Regions from separate parts of the Sus scrofa genome. Here region 2 is linked to region 1. A link is a contact called in public Hi-C data. All regions are on one chromosome and are shown on one strand. The core of a region is the stretch at or near the end of the contact, and the rest is flanking DNA. Distances in the headings are between cores, read along the strand shown. Region 1 overlaps DUSP16 (dual specificity protein phosphatase 16). Region 2 overlaps BORCS5 (a long non-coding RNA gene).

Region 1 (2,944 bases), core at 278-2,777:
TTTCATTTAAATCCAATAAAATAGAGAGTCCAGGAAATGTTCTCAGAGAACAGAGAAACTAGATAATCCGAGGAAACTCAAACTTGAACTCCATTTTGAACTTGTAGGTCATCATTTATATAAATAATGTAAGTAATCACAGAGATACTGAACATTTCCTATGGGACAAGCATCGCTCTAAGCACTGTAAGAGTATTCATTCAGTCTTTACAACGGCCCGAAGAGGTGGTGCCTTGATTACGCCCATTTTACAGATGAGGAAAGAGAGGTTCAGAAAGACACAGGGTGGCAATTGGCAGAGCTGAGACGGGAGCCCAGCAATCTCAATCGCTGTGCTAAAACCATGTCTCTACATACCACAGAATTAATTGCAACGCTCTCTAGGATGTGGGGACATCCCTGCTGACACCTCTAGGGTCCTGCCCTCAGTTCAGCCTTATTTTACCAGGCTCAGAATGGCCATGGGCCTCTCCCAAACGGACAGAAGAGTCTTTCTTTCTCAAAGCCACATGGTGCCAAAGCTTCAATGAAGGAGAGAAAAAGCAAAGAGAGCTGGCCTGACCAGAGATAGCAGAGCTCTGTAAGTGCATTTCACATGAGACCAGAAACGAAGCTGATGGATGAACTACTGGAGAGAGGAACACGGTCCCGGGCCCTTCATGATCCCTGAGTTTGCAAATCAGTGGTGAGGCTGACGCTGCCTCTCGAGGACTTTCAGCCTATCCCCCACTGAACTATGCTCAGAGGGACGAGACTCTCTAACAACCGGAAACTGAAAGCCTGCTAGCCTGGGCTGTTCAAAGTCCAACTTTGGTGGTCCTAAAGAGTAAAATGTAAGCACGGCTCTAGAACATTCTAAGACAGAGGGGAAAAAAAAAAAAAAAAAGTAAAAACCCTAAGAGAAAGCAACCCACTATTCAGCCTCAAAACAACCCCCCAAAGCAAACAAAACAGCAATAACACGTTGTAAAACACATTATAAAACAAACAGAAACCTCTTTTTTTTTTAACCAATTTTTTTTTCAATTAATCTCTAGCACAAACCCAAACAGCCTGAAAGTATTTAACAGATTTCGTTGAAATCAGAGGATCCATTTAGTGCTCCGTCTGGCTTGAAATGTCCCAAACCCACACTCCTTGTCACTTCCAAAAGACACCCCCTCGGCCAAAGAGCACATTTTCCCTGATCTTTCTCTCGGACAATGTTCCACTCTGCCGACACCCTCCTTTATTGACAGTTTTTTCCATTCGCTGACCTTTCATTCATCGGTGGACTCTAGTGCCCCCAGTTTCATTTCATTAATTAATAACAGATGAGACTGCCTGATTTACCCGCACCCCTAAGAAGCTCTCTGTGACCTCCTCTGCAAATCAGTTCTGAAATATGCCTAAAATGTCCCTCTTCCTCTTACAAACTAGATCCACCCGAGAAGAGGAGTTCCATCCAGCTACGTAAACTTGCTGTTGCAAACAGCTGACAGGTGGAGCATAAAGAGTCCTGTCTGCCCTTGTCCTCATGCTGCTGTCCCCGGATCCCACGTCAGACCCCACTGCCAGAAGACGCAACCTCAGCTCTTTATCAGCCCCTTGGTTTACTGTGAATGCTGCACTGAAAAACTGACGTGCTTTTTGTTTTTTAAGATATCTTTTAAAGCTGTTCAAGGACTTGACTCACCATCCAGTATTGCCAGGTTTCTCCTGTCCCTAGATTTAATGTGGCTAATCATCTAGGAGTGGAGGAAACAGAACGCCAGACAGCCCATATGTGCTTCCCTAAGACAGACCTGAATCTGGAACGCCATGCCCACCCTGGCCCCTTGTGCTAGGCATTAGTTTTTAAGAAGAAGGAAGACACATAGGCAGACATTGCTGGCCTCTACAGAGCTGGATGAACAAGCGGACAAATTGCGGTGTTAAAATCCGTATTTCTGTTAGTCTTCCACAAATCCACCAGAAGAGTGAATGTTTATGAACAAAAACATACATGTTACTTTGGACAGAGAAAACATTTGGTGTAGCTTAAAGGCATTGATAATTTGTCCATCGCTTTATTCTAATTCAACCAAGAAACACCTCTTCCCTTAAGGGTACCCCCTTCGGTCCACAATTCCAATCATAAATATAACTTTCTATAAAAGTCAGTGTGAACCACCGATCCATTCTCAGAGGGAAAAAAATCTGCCAGGTTAAATAAAATACATATAACATGGAGTTCCCATTGTGGCTCAGCACATTAAGGATCTGGCATTGCTGCAAGGGGCAGTGCAAGCCAGCAGCTGCAGCTCCAATTTGACCCCTAGCCTGGGAACCTCCATATGCCTTGGGTGCAGCCCTAAAAAGACAAAAAAAACAAAAAGCAAAAAAACCATATGATAATAGCACTAAACAATTCCAATTAGTCACTTTTTTCTTCCCTCTGATCCTTGCAATCAGTTATTAACCACAGTGTTGTTTCTTAAAATGAGAGAACATTTACGTAATCTGGAGTTCCCGTCATGGCGCAGCGGAAACGAATCCGACTAGGAACTATGAGATTGTGGGTTTGATCCCTGGCCTTGCTCAGTGGGTTCAGGATGCGGTGTTGCCATAAGCTGTGGTGTAGGTGGCAGACACAGCTGGGATCTGGCATTGCTGTGGCTGTGGTGTAGGCCAGTGGCTACAGCTCTGATTGAACCCCTAGCCTGGGAACCTCCATATGCAGTAGATGCAGCCCTAAAAAGACCAAAAAAAGAAGGAAAGAATACTTACATAATCAACAAAAGTAGCATTGTATTACAGATTAATGATGTTAACTTTAAGATCTCCATTCTAAAGATGTATTCCTATCCTTTTAGTCAAAGCAGAGAGAAAGGTTAGCTCTGTCACTTTGAAAGCAATTCCCTGAAGGAAGAACCAAGGGCTGATCCATCTATGCTTCAGTTCAAGTTGGCAGTGAGTCCTAAGA
Region 2 (2,926 bases), core at 280-2,779, 110 kb before region 1:
CCTTAGGGTTTACAATGCATGTCTTTCATTAATCACCACTTCATGTAGTGTAAAAGTTTTTATCTCAGGAAGGTATTTATATTCCAATTTCCTCTTCATATTTTGTGCTATTGTTGTTATACATTTTTCTTTTACATAAGCTATAAACCCACAATACATTGCTATTTTTGTTTTAGACCAGGGGGCGGTAAATTTTTTCTGTAAAGGGCCTGATAGTAAGTATTTTAGGCCATCTGGTCTTTGTCTCAACTACTCAACTCTGTCATAAGCAGCCATAGACAATACATAAAAGAATGGGTGTTACTGTGTTCCAATATAACTTTACTTACAAAAACAGGAAGTGGGTGCGATTTGGCCCTTGTGCCATACTTTATTGACCCCCTGCTTTAGACAATCATTATTTAGAGCTATTAAAAATATGAAAAAAGGTATTTCATAGTTGCCTTCATTTCAACCATTTCTGGAGATCTTCATTTCTTTATATTGATCCAGGATTCTGTTTGATATCATGTTCCTTTTGCCTGAAGAACTTCCTTTTGCATTTCTTGTGGTATGGATCTTTCGGAAATGAATTCTTTGTTTTTGTTGATCAGAAAAAGTCTTCATTGTTAACTTTATTTCTTTGTTCCTCTGTGTGTAATGTATTTCTTTTTTTCTGGCTGCCTTCAAGATTTTCTCTTTTTTCCCCTTATTAAAAAAAAATAATTTAAATTCAGTAAGATATACCCATTTTAAAGTATAGTTCTCTGAGTGTCGATGTATCTGTACAGTTGTGAAACCAGTCTAACATCATGAAATAAAATAGTTTTGTCATTTCCCCCAGCTCCTCCTATGTCACTCTGTAGTCAGTTTCACCCTTCACCTCAGCTTCTGACTATTGTGATCCATCCCTGAAGTTTTGCCTTTTCCAGAATGTTGTTTAAATGGAATCATTTAAGTTATAGCCTTTTGCGTCTGGCTTCTTTCACTTAGCGTAATGCGTTTGAGATTCATCCCTATGGTTATATCAGTATATGGTTCCTTTTTGTTGCTGATCACTATTCCATCTTACAAATCTACCATAGTTTGACTATAAAGCCACTGTAACAACAGTTTAACAGCTGTCACAGCACATGGCAGGATTGTTTTCCGAAAGATTTAATAAACCAGTTCATAGTAAAACTAGCAGTGTCTGAATGTGTTAGTTTCGTAATATCCTCTTTAACACTGGGCCTTATTTACGTATTTTTTAATCCAAAATGGAAATGTCTTTTAATCTGATCGTAAAAGTCATATCCGCACCTTTAAAAATTGTGGAACAGACTCTTCTTTAGACAGTTTCAGTTCCCGTATAACATGATTTTGTCTCACCCAGCCCTCTGACCTGAAACCTAAACATACTCTGTTTTGACCCTTTTTAGAGCATGACCCCTAGTACTGAAGAGTATTCCAGGTGTGGACTGGATCTTCTGTCTTGCTCTGCATGCTGTATTTCTTTTAAGACAGCCCAAGTTTGAGGTAGCTGTCTGGGCAGCCACATGCAGTTGAGTCATATTGCATCATCAAAAATCCTAAAGTCCTCTTTACTTACGCTGATGTTAAGCCACACCTCCCTTATTTTGTATTTCTGCAGATAGCTTTTTGGACCTTCATTGCACATCTTTAGAGTTCATGTCAGCTGTAGCCAGTGTTTCTAACTTCTTCAGGCTATTTTTGGACCCCCATGATTAACATACTTTGAGTGACCTCATTCACGTCACTGAAAAACGCTTAACAGGACAGGACTGAGATCAGAGAGCGAGAGAAGAGCTCAGGCCCTATTAGAGTCAGCAGACACAGAACTCTTGCCATCTGTTAAGAATATTTTTTACTTTCTAATTTCTGTTTTGTGTTTTGGGGGGTAAGGAGATTGCCACCTTATATATAATTAGCAAAAGGTGAAGTTCAGTACTATAATAGGTATTAAGACTTATTTTGGTATCTTTTTATTAGTATCATGTTTTATCAGATGTCATGGATGCAATATTTATTATGGTATCCTATGTATAACTCTGTGTACGTGTTTTTATTGCTACAGTACTTATATAAAATGTCGAGTTGGTTTTTTCCTAAGGCTTTAGATGACATTGTGGACCACACTTCCAAACAGAGTGGCAGTCATCAGAGAGAAAATTGCAACATTGAGGGGAGAGGAAAAACTTTTTTTAAAACCTGCCCTAGAGAGTTCCATCGTGGCTTAGCGGTAGCAAACCCGACAAGTATTCATGAGGATGCGGGTTCGATCCCTGGCCTCCCTCAGTGGATTAAGAATCCGTGCTGCCGTGAGCTGAGTTGTAGGTTGCAGACGCAGCTCGGGGATCTAGCGTTGCTGTGGCTATGGTGTAGGCCATCAGCTACAGCTCCGATTTGACCCCTAGCCTAGGAACTTCCATATGCCGTGGATTTGGCCCTAAAAAAAAGCAAACCAAAAACGAAAATCAAAAAACCTGCCCTAAACCTAAATAAACTAGTAGTGTCCTGGATACTGCTAATTTAGAGTGCAAGAAATGAGCAAAGAGGAACTGCTAGCCAGGGATAGTTAATATTCAAAAGCAAAATAAATATATCTGTAACTAAAGATAAAATAAATGTCATCATGACATCCACTGTTTTCTTTGGATGTGGTTACTGAGCAGTAGTAGATAAGCATATTAGTAAAACCACTGTAACAGGCAATGTTCCATAGTAATGCAATAAGGAAAAGTAGGACAAGGCATGAGTAATTATGGGAAGGAAACCAGACTCATAAGGGGCACATATAAGAAAAGGTAAGAGTCATTTGGAAGTCTGGTCAGGGGACCAGAGGAAAGCTAACATTAACATTATGGCCAGATGGGCTTTATCTTTCTGCTGTTCTTTCCATTTCCTGCCAATATACTGGAAGAGATGGAAACACAATATCAAGGCA

Evidence for each region. Hi-C and Micro-C count contacts between places; a contact is called where the count stands out from the background.
Region 2: a contact with region 1 is called in a Hi-C map of liver, with 3 times the contacts expected there. A contact is called at or near these places in 1 of 5 promoter capture datasets (liver), 14 of 47 Hi-C or Micro-C datasets (alveolar macrophages, embryonic fibroblasts, fetal heart ventricle and 8 more) and 1 of 2 datasets of targeted methods (alveolar macrophages).

The regions. Positions count from the first base shown.
Region 1 is chr5:59,928,949-59,931,892 of Sscrofa11.1, reverse strand. The region is part of intron 3 of DUSP16 (dual specificity protein phosphatase 16); the gene reads right to left. Among named protein-coding and RNA genes, the nearest start is that of DUSP16, 61 kb to the right of the region's middle.
Region 2 is chr5:60,043,029-60,045,954 of Sscrofa11.1, reverse strand. All of the region lies in intron 2 of BORCS5 (a long non-coding RNA gene), which reads left to right. Among named protein-coding and RNA genes, the nearest start is that of BORCS5, 28 kb to the left of the region's middle.